Regions from separate parts of the Mus musculus genome. Here regions 1 and 3 are each linked to region 2. Evidence: chromatin contacts called from public promoter capture Hi-C data. All regions are on one chromosome and are shown on one strand. Each heading gives the region's core, a stretch centred on a gene start, on an enhancer-like site or on the middle of the called end of the contact. The rest is flanking DNA. Distances are from core to core; before and after follow the strand shown. Region 1 holds the start of Abi1 (abl-interactor 1). Region 2 holds the start of Spopl (speckle-type BTB/POZ protein-like). Region 3 holds the start of Apbb1ip (amyloid beta (A4) precursor protein-binding, family B, member 1 interacting protein).

Evidence for each region. Promoter capture Hi-C pulls out the DNA fragments that hold promoters and counts their contacts.
Region 1: a contact with region 2 is called in a promoter capture Hi-C map of the HPC-7 cell line. The contact joins the promoter of Abi1 here to the promoter of Spopl in region 2. A contact is called at or near these places in 7 of 39 promoter capture datasets (3T3-L1-derived adipocytes, the HPC-7 cell line, erythroid cells and 3 more) and 3 of 115 datasets of contacts at active chromatin or transcription factors (large pre-B cells, memory CD8 T cells and trophoblast stem cells).
Region 3: a contact with region 2 is called in a promoter capture Hi-C map of pre-B cells. The contact joins the promoter of Apbb1ip here to the promoter of Spopl in region 2. A contact is called at or near these places in 1 of 39 promoter capture datasets (pre-B cells) and 2 of 115 datasets of contacts at active chromatin or transcription factors (the 230-238 cell line and memory CD8 T cells).

The regions. Positions count from the first base shown.
Region 1 is chr2:23,037,929-23,042,381 of GRCm38.p6, reverse strand. It overlaps Abi1 (abl-interactor 1), which reads left to right and starts at 2,141. Exons shown (of 11, transcript NM_001077190.3): 1 at 2,141-2,433. The coding sequence starts at 2,317.
Region 2 is chr2:23,570,577-23,574,703 of GRCm38.p6, reverse strand. Spopl (speckle-type BTB/POZ protein-like) reads left to right here and starts at 2,600. Exons shown (of 11, transcript NM_029773.2): 1 at 2,600-2,861.
Region 3 is chr2:22,772,953-22,777,346 of GRCm38.p6, reverse strand. Apbb1ip (amyloid beta (A4) precursor protein-binding, family B, member 1 interacting protein) reads right to left here and starts at 3,020. Exons shown (of 14, transcript NM_019456.2): 1 at 2,826-3,020.

The DNA of each region.
Region 1 (4,453 bases), core at 892-3,391, 530 kb after region 2:
ATTAACAGGAAGAGGAAATCTCATCCACCCTCAACCCTTGACAAAGAGCTATCGGAAGCTAGCAAGAGAAATAGTCATTCCCAAGGAAGAGCACCCGAACTGGATATCCAATGTCAAGGTCAGCCTTGACATAATGTACATACATATGGATTATAGAGACTGAGCAGGTAGGTTTACATGTTTTGGAAGCTATACACATACACATATACATACACATACTAATTTAAGAAATAGAGGTCATGATTTTGAGAAAGAGAAAATGGGGGGCTACATAGGGAGAGTTGGAGGAAGAAAAGCAGGGATGCTATGATTTTATTATAATTTAAAATTATATATTATATATAGTTATATCTTAATTAAAATTATAATATATAAATAAATGAAGGGGGACAGGAGAGATGGCTCAGTGCTTAAGTGCATGTATTACTTTTGCAGAGGACTGGAGAACAGCTCTGAGTCCTCATGTTGGGTACCTCACAAGTGCCTATAACTCTAGTTCTAGGGACATGTACTGTGTTTAGTCTCAGCAGGCACCTACACTCATGTGCACACACCCACAAACAGACATACTCTCACACGTGTAACGTTTTAATATTTGGGAGGAACAAAAGGAAACAAAGAAAAGTAACGAATGCAGTCCTTCTCGATGAACACCTGTGGAGGGCCCAGATCTTGGCTGTTGAGAACAGCAATAAACACAGATGTGCATGTATCTCTGTGGTATGTAAACATACAGTCCTTTGGGCATATACCAGGAAGTGGTGGGGCTGAATCATATGTTAGTTAGCTCTATTTTTAGCTTTTTGAGGAACTTCCACCCTGGTTTCCATTGTGGCTGAACTAATTTACATTTCTGGTACCAGTGTCTAAGATTTGCCATTCCCCATGTCTTTGTCAATATTTATTGTCATTGTTTTCAACAACAATTTCCAAAAGTTTGCTGAGTACTGTTGTTACTTCAAAAATTGTGATTCTCAGTGAGTCCCAGAGAGGACTGGAAATATAGGTCTGTAAATAATATTTAAATTTAGGCAACTCTTTTCATAGCCTATTATTTCAAAATAATTTAATAGTTCTGGTGATATGACAGCTTGAAATACTGTCAAAGACCCTTTGAGACATTTGCAGAGCAAGTGATAAGAAATAAGAACAAAACAATTTTGTACAATGCAAGACAAAAACTCCTCCTCCTCCTCCTCCTTCTTTCTTATTTTTTCCTCTTCTTCTGTAGTTTCTCCTCCTCCTCCTCCTCCTCCTCCTCCTCCTGGTTTTTCAAGACAGGGTTTCTCTGTGTAGCCCTGGCTGTCCTGGTACTCACTTTGTAGACCAGGCTGGCCTCGAACTCAGAAATCCCCCTGTCTCTGCCTCCCAAATGCTGGGATTAAAGGCGTGTGCCACCACCATCCGGCTTTCTTTCAATTCTTTTTTTTTTTTTTAAAGATTTATTTATTTATTATATGTAAGTACACTGTAGCTGTCCTCAGACACTCCAGAAGAGTGGCATCAGATTTCGTTACGGATGGTTGTGAGCCACCATGTGGTTGCTGGGATTTGAACTCGGGACCTTTGGAAGAGCAGTCACTGCTCTTAACCACTGAGCCATCTCGCCAGCTCCCTCTTTCAATTCTTTAGGGTACAAATTATCCTTGCTTCATTTGTTTCTGCAATATCAAGCACTACTGCATGATGTACATCTGAGAATTGATAGTTTTCAGGGTTTTAAATGAATTGGGGCATAAGTTAAGAAGGCAAAGTCTCTCTTACAAAATTGAGGAAGTCAGGATTCAGATTTCTATTTTTAATCGTTATCTGATTGGATGCCTTTGACTTACTGACTTTCCTAAGTAAGTTCTGCCAATTTTCAATGTTCTCATAGGAAAAATTTCGTTGTCTAGATCAACTTGTGGCGCCATCTTCTGGGGCCTTAAGAAGACTCTCAAGATTTAAAACTGTATTGGTTTTTTTAAAGTCTTCCTAGTTTTTGGAAGTTCCTTAGACGCATGCGCGGCCTAGCCAGGAAGAAACTACAATTCCCAGAAAGCATTGCTATAGTGGATGGGTGGGGGACTCCCGTTGTCATGGGGGAAATGATTCTCGCGAGAAAGTGAGCCTGTGGCGGCTGTGCGTCCTGGGTGGAGGGGGTGGGGGGGAGGAGGCGGGGAGAGTAAGGAGGAAGAGGAGGAGGTGCAGTCCCACAATACCCGGCGGAGGGAGGGTGGGTGGTTGGCGTCTGGTCTGTGCGGAGCTCGGGTCCCCGGCGGACTCAGCTTCCTCTGTCTCTTTAATGCGAGAGGAAGCGATGCGGAGGGGTGGAAAATGGCAGAGCTGCAGATGTTACTAGAGGAGGAGATCCCGTCTGGCAAGAGGGCGCTGATAGAGAGTTACCAGAACCTGACCCGGGTGGCGGACTACTGTGAAAACAACTATATACAGGTGAGGAGCTTGAGCGGCCGGCGGGGGCGGCTGGGACGACAGGCAGGCTGGGCGCCGTGGGGACTGCCCTACTCCGCCACCCTCCGCCCCAGCCCGAGCGGCGGCCGCCGCGGCGATACAGGAAGTGGCCGCCTTGAGAAAATGGGTGAGGAGCAGGGCCGCCGCGGGCGCCGCTGACCCGATGCCGCTCCCCGCAGCCTGCCCGGGGCCGCCTGTGCTCCCCACAGCCTGCCCGGGCGTTGCTCCCTAAAGCCTACCCCGGCCGAGCTCTGCTTCTCGCCGTCTGCCCGGCCCAGCTGTGCTCCCCACCACCTGCCCTGGCTGAGGTCTGCGCCTAAACCCCGCCGCTTTCCCCGCCAGGGATCTGTTTCCTGCAGCCTTCCCAGGCCGGGACGTGCTCCCGGCAGTCTTTCCTTCCCGGTCTCCGCTCACTGCAGGCCGCTCTTCTTAGTCGGGCTGTATTCAGCTTTGCCTCTTTTGGCTGCGGTTGGTTCCTAAGACCCCCCACAGCCTTCCCTGGCTGGGGTCGGTCCTGGCTGAGGTCCCCCTGGAAATCCCGCAGCCTCCCTTGGTCTCCTTGGAGCTCAGACTTCGCTGTCGCCCCCATGTCCGGTGTGATGAGCCTAGGACTGGGACAGCTGCGAGAGGAATGGGCAGGGAAGGAAAAGTGGGGTGTGTGTGTGTCGTTGGAGGGTGGGGTGAGGGTGATTATGTCAGTTCATCCTAGAGGGTGTGCCTTTTATTTATTTAAAAAAATTGTCACGAGTCACATTTGTACAGACCTCCTAATCGAGTGCGGAGAGTGACTGCTGAGGGTGTGATAAAATCCATATTAAAATTCTTTTAATTGAAGGAAAAATGCGTGCTTGGCGATTTTCAAGTTGGGCTTTTCCTCTTCCACCTCCTCATATTTACTTCCGCTTTAGCATAATGTATACTCGTTATTATAAAGCACGAATGATTCATAGGGAAATTCAGTGGGAAATCTGTTAAATACTTTTCTTCCTCTAAATGTTCTTGGACTGTTGGCCTTGAACGCAGTAGTGTTATCGTGGTTGCTTATGTTCTGAGATTTCTTTCTATACTGAGTTAATACATAGAAGAATATGAATAAAGTAGATTAGCAAACATTATGTAGTCTTTAAGTCATAACATAGAATTGCTCCTTAATTTATCAGGAAATTCTTGGCACTTTTACTATGCCATGCTTGCTTGTGTTTATCAGCGATTGTAAGTGAATTGTATGTAGTAGTTTGACTTGTCCCTATGGTTGAGTAAAAATTAACAGTTTTCACTAGAAGCAAATACAGTAGTGGAATTCTTTGTATCAGATAATGAGAATAGAAATTCATTTCTTGTTGATAAGGCAAAACCAGAACAGTCTTTGAAAAATAAGGAATATTGTACTTTGGACCTGCAGTATTTCTTAAAGTGCCTTTCATGTGATTATCATTTTCAAGAGCGGCTAATTTCTGTTCTAGCAGATTCCTGTAGATTTTGTTTTCAGAAGGAGATGCTGTCTTGAGACTTGTCTGAGTATTTGTCATTTTCCATATTAGTAACATTCTATCTGGAGTGGTACTCCAAGGAGTTTGTCTTCCTACTCTCGTTTCCAGCCTTTGACTTTGGTAATCTACTCATAAACTTGTTGAATGCTTCCTGTGTCTTCTGTATAACTTGGTTTTGAAAACTATATGGCTGTTTAAAAACACATTTTAAGCAGCAGAAGGGCTGCCTTAACCACTGTTAAGAGCAGTTGGTGCTTTTGCAGAGGACTCGGGTTCAGTTCCCAGCGCCCTCATAGTGGTTCACAGCCATCCTTATCCTAGGGGGTCCGTGTCCTCTTCTGACACCTGTGGGCACCAAACACACATTCAGTACACATACACACATACACACATGCATACACATAGGTACGATGAGTGAGTTTAAACCTATTTCAAAATCATACAGAAATGTGGATATAGTGTGGAAATAGAAAGGTGATCTTGTATTTTATAGATACTAAAAAATGTACATC
Region 2 (4,127 bases), core at 1,351-3,850:
CAGTACATTACTAAACAAAGTTATGTTACTAATGATGTTGAGGACTTTTCCTCATTAACCTTGTTTCTTAATGCTCTCCAAGAGGTTATAATAGAGGAAATTCAATGGTTCCTTAGATATATACTCCTCTGAGTCACTGCCAAACTTCAGGCCCTCATAAGGGCAGTTAAGGTGATCTCTGAGAGAGCATAATGACTGAAGTTAGAAAGACTCCCTGGTAGGCAAACAGATAGGGAGAGAGGGCCATGGTTTGGTACTAAAGGTGTCAAATTTCCAAGATGGCCAGTGTGGGGAATTGCAGGCTGGTCTCCAGTTGAGCTGAGGTCTGAACCCCGATGGTTAGAATTCACCTACATGACATGGTAGGTGTTCCCTCATGCTCCTGGAACTCCAGCCCCTGCCTAAGGTACCACCTCCCACAGCCCCCACAAGGGAAGCATGGTCAGTAGCTAAGCTTCTGACCTTCAGGCTAAACTCCTCCCCAGTTACCTAGCAATGGTGAAGACCATAAAAAGGGGTGCTCAGCCCCCACCTTGCTTTGTCCTCTCACCTCTCACTTCTCTCTCCTCTTCCCTTTCCCTTTGTCCTCTCTCTCTCTCTCTCTCTCTCTCTCTCTCTCTCTCTCTCTCTCTCTCTCTCTCTCTCTCCCTCTCTCTTCCTCCTTTCTACCTTCTTTCTTTCCCCTGTATTTCTATAATAAAGCTCTTAAAGAATAGAGTCTCGTCTCTGCTCCATCAAGGCCCACTGCACAATCTGGTCAGTGTTGGGAACTTCTTCCCCTCATCCATCTCTCCTACAACCCTGGTGGCTTTAGCAAAGTAGCTCTGGGGGGTTGTCCCAGGCAGGGCTGCCCCCTGGCCACCCCCTGAAGAGTGGGATAGAGGAATGCCCACCCAGGGATGGGTGGATAGTGTAGGTAGCAGCCCTGACTGACCAGAGAATAGGGTCTTTTTCCTATCCCATTTCTCCCTGCCCCCGGGCCCCCCCTTTATTTTTTGTCCCCAACAGGCCAGCTTCTTCCTGACCTTCTTGACTTGAGACCAAAGCCTTGTAGCCTTTGTCTTCAGCCCATAAGCTCCTGTTGATGGACTGACTCAACAGTTCAGGACATGTTACACAACTTGAGAAACAATCAACCATCCTATCTTTCTTCAAACTGAGCAACCTCCAAAGTAAGGTAGGAAAAAAAGTTCAGGGCTTTAATAGCCTAACCCTCAAGAAAAGATTTCATTTTTGTCTATTAAGTCACCCACTATTCTGCTTTGCACAGGGTCTTTTTCTGTGTCTGCTGTGTGCCTGTTTCCTCATTCCCAAATAAATATATTCCTTTAGCTACTGATTCTGTTTGCAGAGCATAAGATTTCTCTGTTGTTACCTGGGTGTTCAGTTAACTAGGGGCTGGATTGTGGTAGTTATGTTTGTTAACTTGATAAGTCTCAGACTAAGTCCAAAAAAGGTGATCTGACAGTCTGGATTCATCATTGTGCTTCTGCACACTGGATGCAATGTGACCTGCTGCCTTAAGCTCCCATTACCATGTCTTTATTGCCACGATGGACTGTGTTTTCTTAGCAATCCAAATAAATCCCTCTTTCCGTACATGGCTTTCCTGGGGTATTTTGTTGCAGGAATAGGACAAGTAGCTAATGTAAGAGTGCCAATAACCAAGTTGTGGTATCATCCATTTCTATAAACTCCAAATGGCTAAAGAAAGGAAGCAGTAACCTTAATATTACCATTTTTAGTTTAGTACGGTTCACTCTCCAGTTGTTGGCTGATCTTGTACAAAGGAACTCTACAGACTCCTTTCTTGTATGAAAAGTCCCCTTCATTCCCTCCAACCTAAAATGCCTTACGTGCAACTATTTACCCACACAGACTTGGGTTTCAGCTTTTAATACAGTTTGGGGGTCAGAATGGGAGGTGAGCAAACGTTACACCCAGATGCAGTCTTAATGGGCACAGGGCCTCACTGTTTCCTCACTGTAACAGGATTTTCTGAGTCAGGAGGCATCACTGGGCTTCTATCTATCTATCTATCTATCTATCTATCTATCTATCTATCTATCTATCTATCTATCTATCTATCGCTCCGGGCATCCCTGGGCTTCTATCTATGTATCTATGTATCTATCTAATCTACCTATCGCTACCTACCTATTATCTACCTATCTACCTATCATCTACCTATATCTACCTACCTACCTACCTACCTACCTACCTACCTACTTACCTACCTACCTCTATCTATCTATCTATCTGTCTGTCTATCTATCTATCTATCTATCTATCTATCTATCTATCATCTATCTATCAATCATCTATCTATTGCTCGGGGAAAACTTCCTATCTACCTCTATCTATCTGTCTGTCTATCTATCTATCATCTATCTATCTATCTATCTATCTATCTATCTATCTATCTATCTATCTATCTATCTATCTATCTATCTATCTATCTATCTATCATCTATCTATCAATCATCTATCTATTGCTCGGGGAAAACTTCCTATCGGTAGTTGCGAGGTATATGGGAAGCAGGAAATTGCTCGCAAAGCCGCCGCCGGAAGTTCCGGGCCTCGGAGCAGGAAAAGCTACTTGGCGCACGCGCCCTGATGACTGGCGGGGCGGAAACTGGACGCCCGAGCCTCAACACCTAGAGCGGGCTCGGGCTAGGCGCACTCTTTGGCGGCGGGTGTGTTTAATCTTGGGGAAGAAGTTTAGCAGCCGGTGAGGACAAGGAGGGAGGCCGGGAGGAGGATGCGGCTTGGCCGGGGGGTGCCCGCTGCAGGAGCTCGCCGCCGCCTCAGCCTCGGTCCCCGGGGCCGCCGAGGGCCCGCCCGCCGCCCCGCGTGTCCGGGTAGGTGTTCCGGCCGCCGGCCGGTGCTGGGCTGCCTCCCTCTCAGCTTTCCAGTCCTTGGTGCTCCGGCCCACGCCCTACGGCCCTGCCCCTCTCTCCCTTAGGCGGTTCTGCTTCCTCTGGACGTCCATGTCCCTTCCGGAGTGCAGTGCTGCGCTCCCCGGTCCCCCTTTGCTCGAGTCTAACTCCTTCCTCATCTGCATCCAGGAATCTACTACGCCCGCACTTTTATGCCTTCTCCTGTCTTCCTGAAGCAAAGAACTGCACCCCGATAGTCTTCATCCGTCCTCTCAAATGGGTTCTGAAAGCTGTCGTCCCTGTTAGCTCATTTTAGGGCGCCTTAAGCTCCCCGGACCAGGAGTGTCCGTCTCCAACCACATTCTTGCCCCTAACAGCTCATATTTACCAGGACATGACAAGCCAGCCCCATGATTAGGGTCAGTTCTTGAATATAGAAATGTGTCTTCCCTTTTTATCTTTTGCTGCTGTCTTTCCTGTTAATTCTCTATCTTAGGTATGCATGTTTGTGTTGACCGAAAGGAAAAGAATGATAGAATTTTCGCCCTCCAAGAAATTGACAGTCCCTATAGAAATAAAAGCCACTCCTTCAATTTCCATGACTGAATACAGTGCCTAAGCTGTCTGCCCATTTTCCCCTGGTGTCTGACACTTCGCATATATCTGAATAATTTTGGGCTTAGTTTGCCCCACTAGGAGACTTTACTTATATTCTTGTACAGTTGAAACCTCCTCTTTATTGGGGTGGAAGGAGAAGTAGTAAAAGACTGGGGAAATTACATTCCCCCCACCCCTCATGATAGAAGTGGCAGAATATTTCAAATTATTATTCCCACATTCCTAAGAGAAATGTTGCTCCATGGTTAGGAGCTCAGAGAGTAGTTGAATTGCCGAACATTCTACCCAGCAAGCTCGGTTCTGGCTTTGAGAAAGTCACTTATCTTTTCCAGCCTTTAGTAGTCGTATAGCTATAAAGAAGGTGGTGACAATACTCTTTGGTAGTAGTGCTTGAACAAATGAAATGCAGGTAAAGTACCTGTCAGGGCCTGGAATGTGCTAAGTGCTTCTGAAATGTTACCCTTTTATAGCCTGATTCTATTCAAGTGCTGGTAAGTTGATTCTAAGAGAGGAAAGTAAGAATTGAGAGGTACTGTGTTGTTATTACTTAACGTCCACTTTTGGTGTATATAAGGTTTGTACTGCATTATTATGCCAATTAATGTGTGTGTGTGTGTGTGTGTGTATGTG
Region 3 (4,394 bases), core at 1,771-4,270, 800 kb after region 2:
ATTAGGTACTACTGCCACATGGTGATCCAAAGGGAACCCAAGTTTCAAGAGAAAGAAGGAAATAGGTTTAATAACATGGTTCTTAGTGATTCAGGTTTGTAGTCAGCTCACAGGAAATGTAGTCTTGATCTGAAACTCCTGAGTCTGGACTGAGAAGTGTAAGGGCTTGGTGTGGTATTTTATCTTCCATACTGCCTCAAAATTGGAACCAGGGAACAAACTGGGTCTTGGGGCTTGAGACATTTTGAATCTCAATGGTAGCGACAGAATTTGGCTGGGAAGTAGGGACCCAACGGTGGCAGTGGTAGCTTCTATTCCCCAGCTGTCCCCAAGCCCTGCCTTCCCATCTGTTGAACTGGGAGAGGCATCAGGTCTTAGTGTTGCTCTCCTCTTTTCTCTAGGGAAGTACTATTTTTTCAGATATATTAAGATGCCTTTGAAAGTTAATTCTCTGACATAACTATTAAGCATATATACATCACTATACAACCAGTTTCCTTGCCAAATACCCTTAATGTATATTTACAATGTACATACAATATAATTCATTTATAGTGAATTCATATAATATTTGAACTTTTAAGATACTTATCATTTGGGACCAGATAATTGATATAAAACACAAATTTCATATTGAAAGGATCAATCATGTTAATTAAAAAATATTCAGTCTTGAGGCTTAATCTAACCTCATGCCACATGTCAGAGTTCAGACACAGACCTACAACATAGAATTTATTTAGCATCTCCAAGGGGCAGAAAAGGCATCCAGATACTTAGCTGCAATATACAATTTTTCTCACATACATAATTATCCAAAACATTGCATAACATTCCAATTATGTGCATAATGTCCATGCTTGTCTTATTTATTTTAGATTATTCCATTTTGAAAGTACCTAAGATCACTTATGATGTTCAATAATGTTGTAAAGGTTATAGTTTCATAGACTACAAAGCACGAATTGAATTTATTCTAAAGAATTGTAGATTTGTTAAAAGGCTTACTTATCAAAATAGGTAAAATGAAATAGAAAATGACTAGAAATAAATAGAAATAAAAAGCAACAATGCCATTTGAGAATTCAAAGTAGCACAACTCACACATTCATGGCAATGAAGTCCATAAATTGCTTACTATATAATATGAAAATATCTAGAGCTTTTTAAAAATCTGTGACATACAATGAAACTATAGTGGAGAACTATACACTCTCAGAATATAAAATTTCCAAGAAAATGTAGTGGATGCTGCAGAGCCCAGTGAGTATGTATAATTAATTACACATTTCAAAGTTGCATTTCTCAAAAACTAGTAACTCAGGATTGTTGAAATGCAATACAATGGAATGTTGGCAACTTACATAAGGACCAGAAATTACGTTGCTTTTTAAGAGGAATGTCTCAGAAACAAAACTCATCAAAAGTGTTTATATTTCAGCTTATAACAAAGTCTGTTGGCACATTCTCCTTTTCCCTCTGGAATTGAATACAAGATTGAAGCAGCATGTGATTCACCGGATTCCTTCTGAGCACTGTTAGTGTCTCCATTCTTATGTGGTATAATCTCATTTATCCCCGAGTTCCAGTGTGGTTAAAATAATGTAATTAAGTTCATCTCTGTGTGCTAGTATCCTAAAGATGTAGAGCAACAACTGGAATCTCTACCAAGTACCAGAAAGGTCACAAATATTTATAAGAATTTACAAGTTAAGTGCTAATAGTTTGAAGATGACATTACATTTGCTAGACTCTGAGTTCACTGATCAGACAGGAGACACCACCTGGAAGGACATTGGGTACAAGCGACTCTTTTTCTTATCTTCTGCTATCTTGCTAGCCAGCATTCCTCTTCAGGCCCACGTGCTCCCATTTTAGGGAGGCCCAGAAGGCAAAACCCTCGGTTTAGTATGAAAGCCAAAGTTTCTTTTCTGAAGTTTCAGTTTGGAGTCCCAGATTGGCGCACTTGCTTTTGTTCACACCATATCACTGCCGGTATGGAGGATAAACCCACAGCCTCTTGTCTGCTCAGTTTTCCCCTTTACTCGGCGTTCCCATCACAAAACTACTCTTTGAACAGAGATGCTGAGACGCTCTAGGAGAGCACATGTCACTCTGCACCTTGGTATGAAAGCTGAGAAATACATCGCCAAGGGGAATGAAGAGGTACACGTGATAAAGTCCGAGCGAGGGGCCTGTACTGGGGGTTCTAGCGGTGGTGGTGGCAGTGGTGGTGGTGGTGGTGGTGGTATACAAGAGCATTCTTGTCTTTCAATATATAAAGCATTTTCTGAATCTTCACTCCAAACTAAATTAGGAAACCCTTGTCTGGTATTCAAACTTATCCTTACCACATTTTTTACAAAGAAAAGGAGACTGAGAGGGAAAGACAGGCTTCAAAAAGCAGAACTGCAGTTAAAGTTTTAAATGAAGGGAAACACTTTGAGCTATGTGTCCTCTGACTCTCAAATGAGTCTCCTCAGACTACCACTTAATGTGAGGTGCCCTAAAATGCCTCAGGGGATGTTTTGTTTCAAGATTAGCTCAATTTAATGTGGGGTCCCTGAGACCTGGTAACATTTCTTAAGCAGAAAATCTGTTAAAACAAAACGCAGTGGGGAGAAGAGGGAGCCACAGGTCAAGAGCACAAGAGGTGCCCAGGGGACCTGAAGCTTCCTGGCTGCCAGGGGAAGGGGGGGGGGGCGTGTTCACGTGGCCGGTGCGTGGACCTGTGCCACAACTGTTGTCTCCCCCACCCCCATAGGACACGCAGTGTGGCAGCCTGAGTACCCCAAACCCGTGCGCAGGACTAGGGTGCCGCTTACCTTGACTGCTGGGAGGAGGGTGCGAGGGGGGCTTGCAGAGATGCGAGGAGGCTGTGCAGAGATGCGCGGGGCTGAGCCAGAGATGGGCCGGGTTGAGCCTAAGTGCACCGGAATGAGCAGAGATGAGTGGTTGGCGCCTCTGGGCTGGACCGGCCTCGAGGCGAGGACGTGGGCTCAGGGAGGAGGAAGTGCTTTGAGCCCTGCCCACCCGGCGGCGCAGACTCTCGGCTTTGCACGGAGGTGCTAGCTAGCAAAGCCCTGGAGGAGAATAGACAGACACCAAGCCCCGCCTAAAGGGCTCCGCAAGTTTAGCAAGTTCGGGTTGTTTTTTCCAAACCCTGTCCACCCCTGGAAGAAAACACTTCCTGCCCTAAGGTCAGAGAAAGCCTTCTCTCATCTGTGTGGGTCTTGTGTTCTTTGTAAGAGTCTGAGACTAACGCCCAGATGCTAGTCTGAAGGGTTAGTGCTCAAGGGGTGCTCAGGACTAAAAGTCTCAGATTAGCTGAGAAACTCCCTACAAGAGAGTTCACCAGTCAGTAACACCTGCAGGCAGTTAGTTCCCAAGGAGATCTAAATATCAACCTACGTTGGTTACAATTTTGAGACTTGAGCGGAACAGATGTAAGTTCCCTTTTCTGCCCCACAAAACCGTCAAGCTCCCTGAGCATCTGCGCAGCCTCCACTTCCCCCAAGACTGCCTCCTTTCACTGTTTTAATAAAAGGACCCTCTGCTTCTGTTGAGGCCTGTCTTCCGTTTATTTTCACATCGTGTGGATCAATCCCAATCTATTAAGTTCCACAAAGGGTAAAGGGGCCAGCTTATTTTGCAACAGCCTTCTATGTCTTTACCTCAACCCTCGCTGCACTTCCTCAATCTGCCATTGTCTAAGACTTCCTGGACCAGCCCAGAAGGGGACGTTCCAGTTAGGGTGGACAGAGAAGTGGTGCAGTGTGATGGCCTTTGTGCCAGAGTAGATCTTTCCCTGGGTGGAGGTAAAGGAAGGGCTCAGCAGGTGTCTGTTCTCAGTGGAGACTACTCTGATGATGGGCTGTGGTCCCTCCAACATCTTTATTTTTTAAAGTCAGAGTGTAATTGTCACACTGGCTGTCCTCGAACTTACAATGTATATCAGGCTGGCTTCGAACATATAGAGATCCTCCTGCCTCTCATGTGCCACCAAGATCACTTTCTGGTTTTGTTCTTATGATTTTGTTTGTTCATAGCTTGTATATCACAAGATTGACTGGGACTCACTCTGAGAGAAAGTGTTTAGGGAGATCTGAAAATACAGCCACTAAAATCAATTATGATTTTAAATGATGATTGAGTTAATTTCTCTTCCTCTACACAGCTGTGTCTTTAAGGGTTCACTGTAAGGCAAAATGGTGGAGACATGAAGATATAAATTAGACATATAATTAATTTCAGATAGTTCCAGTACTCAATGGGAGACTATATATAGTTTGTCTAAGAAGAACATAAACAGCAGTAACAGAAAGGATTGCTGCTTTGCTGGATGGCACACCCTACTCCACAGAAAACAGCTAATACACTGCATAGTCAACATG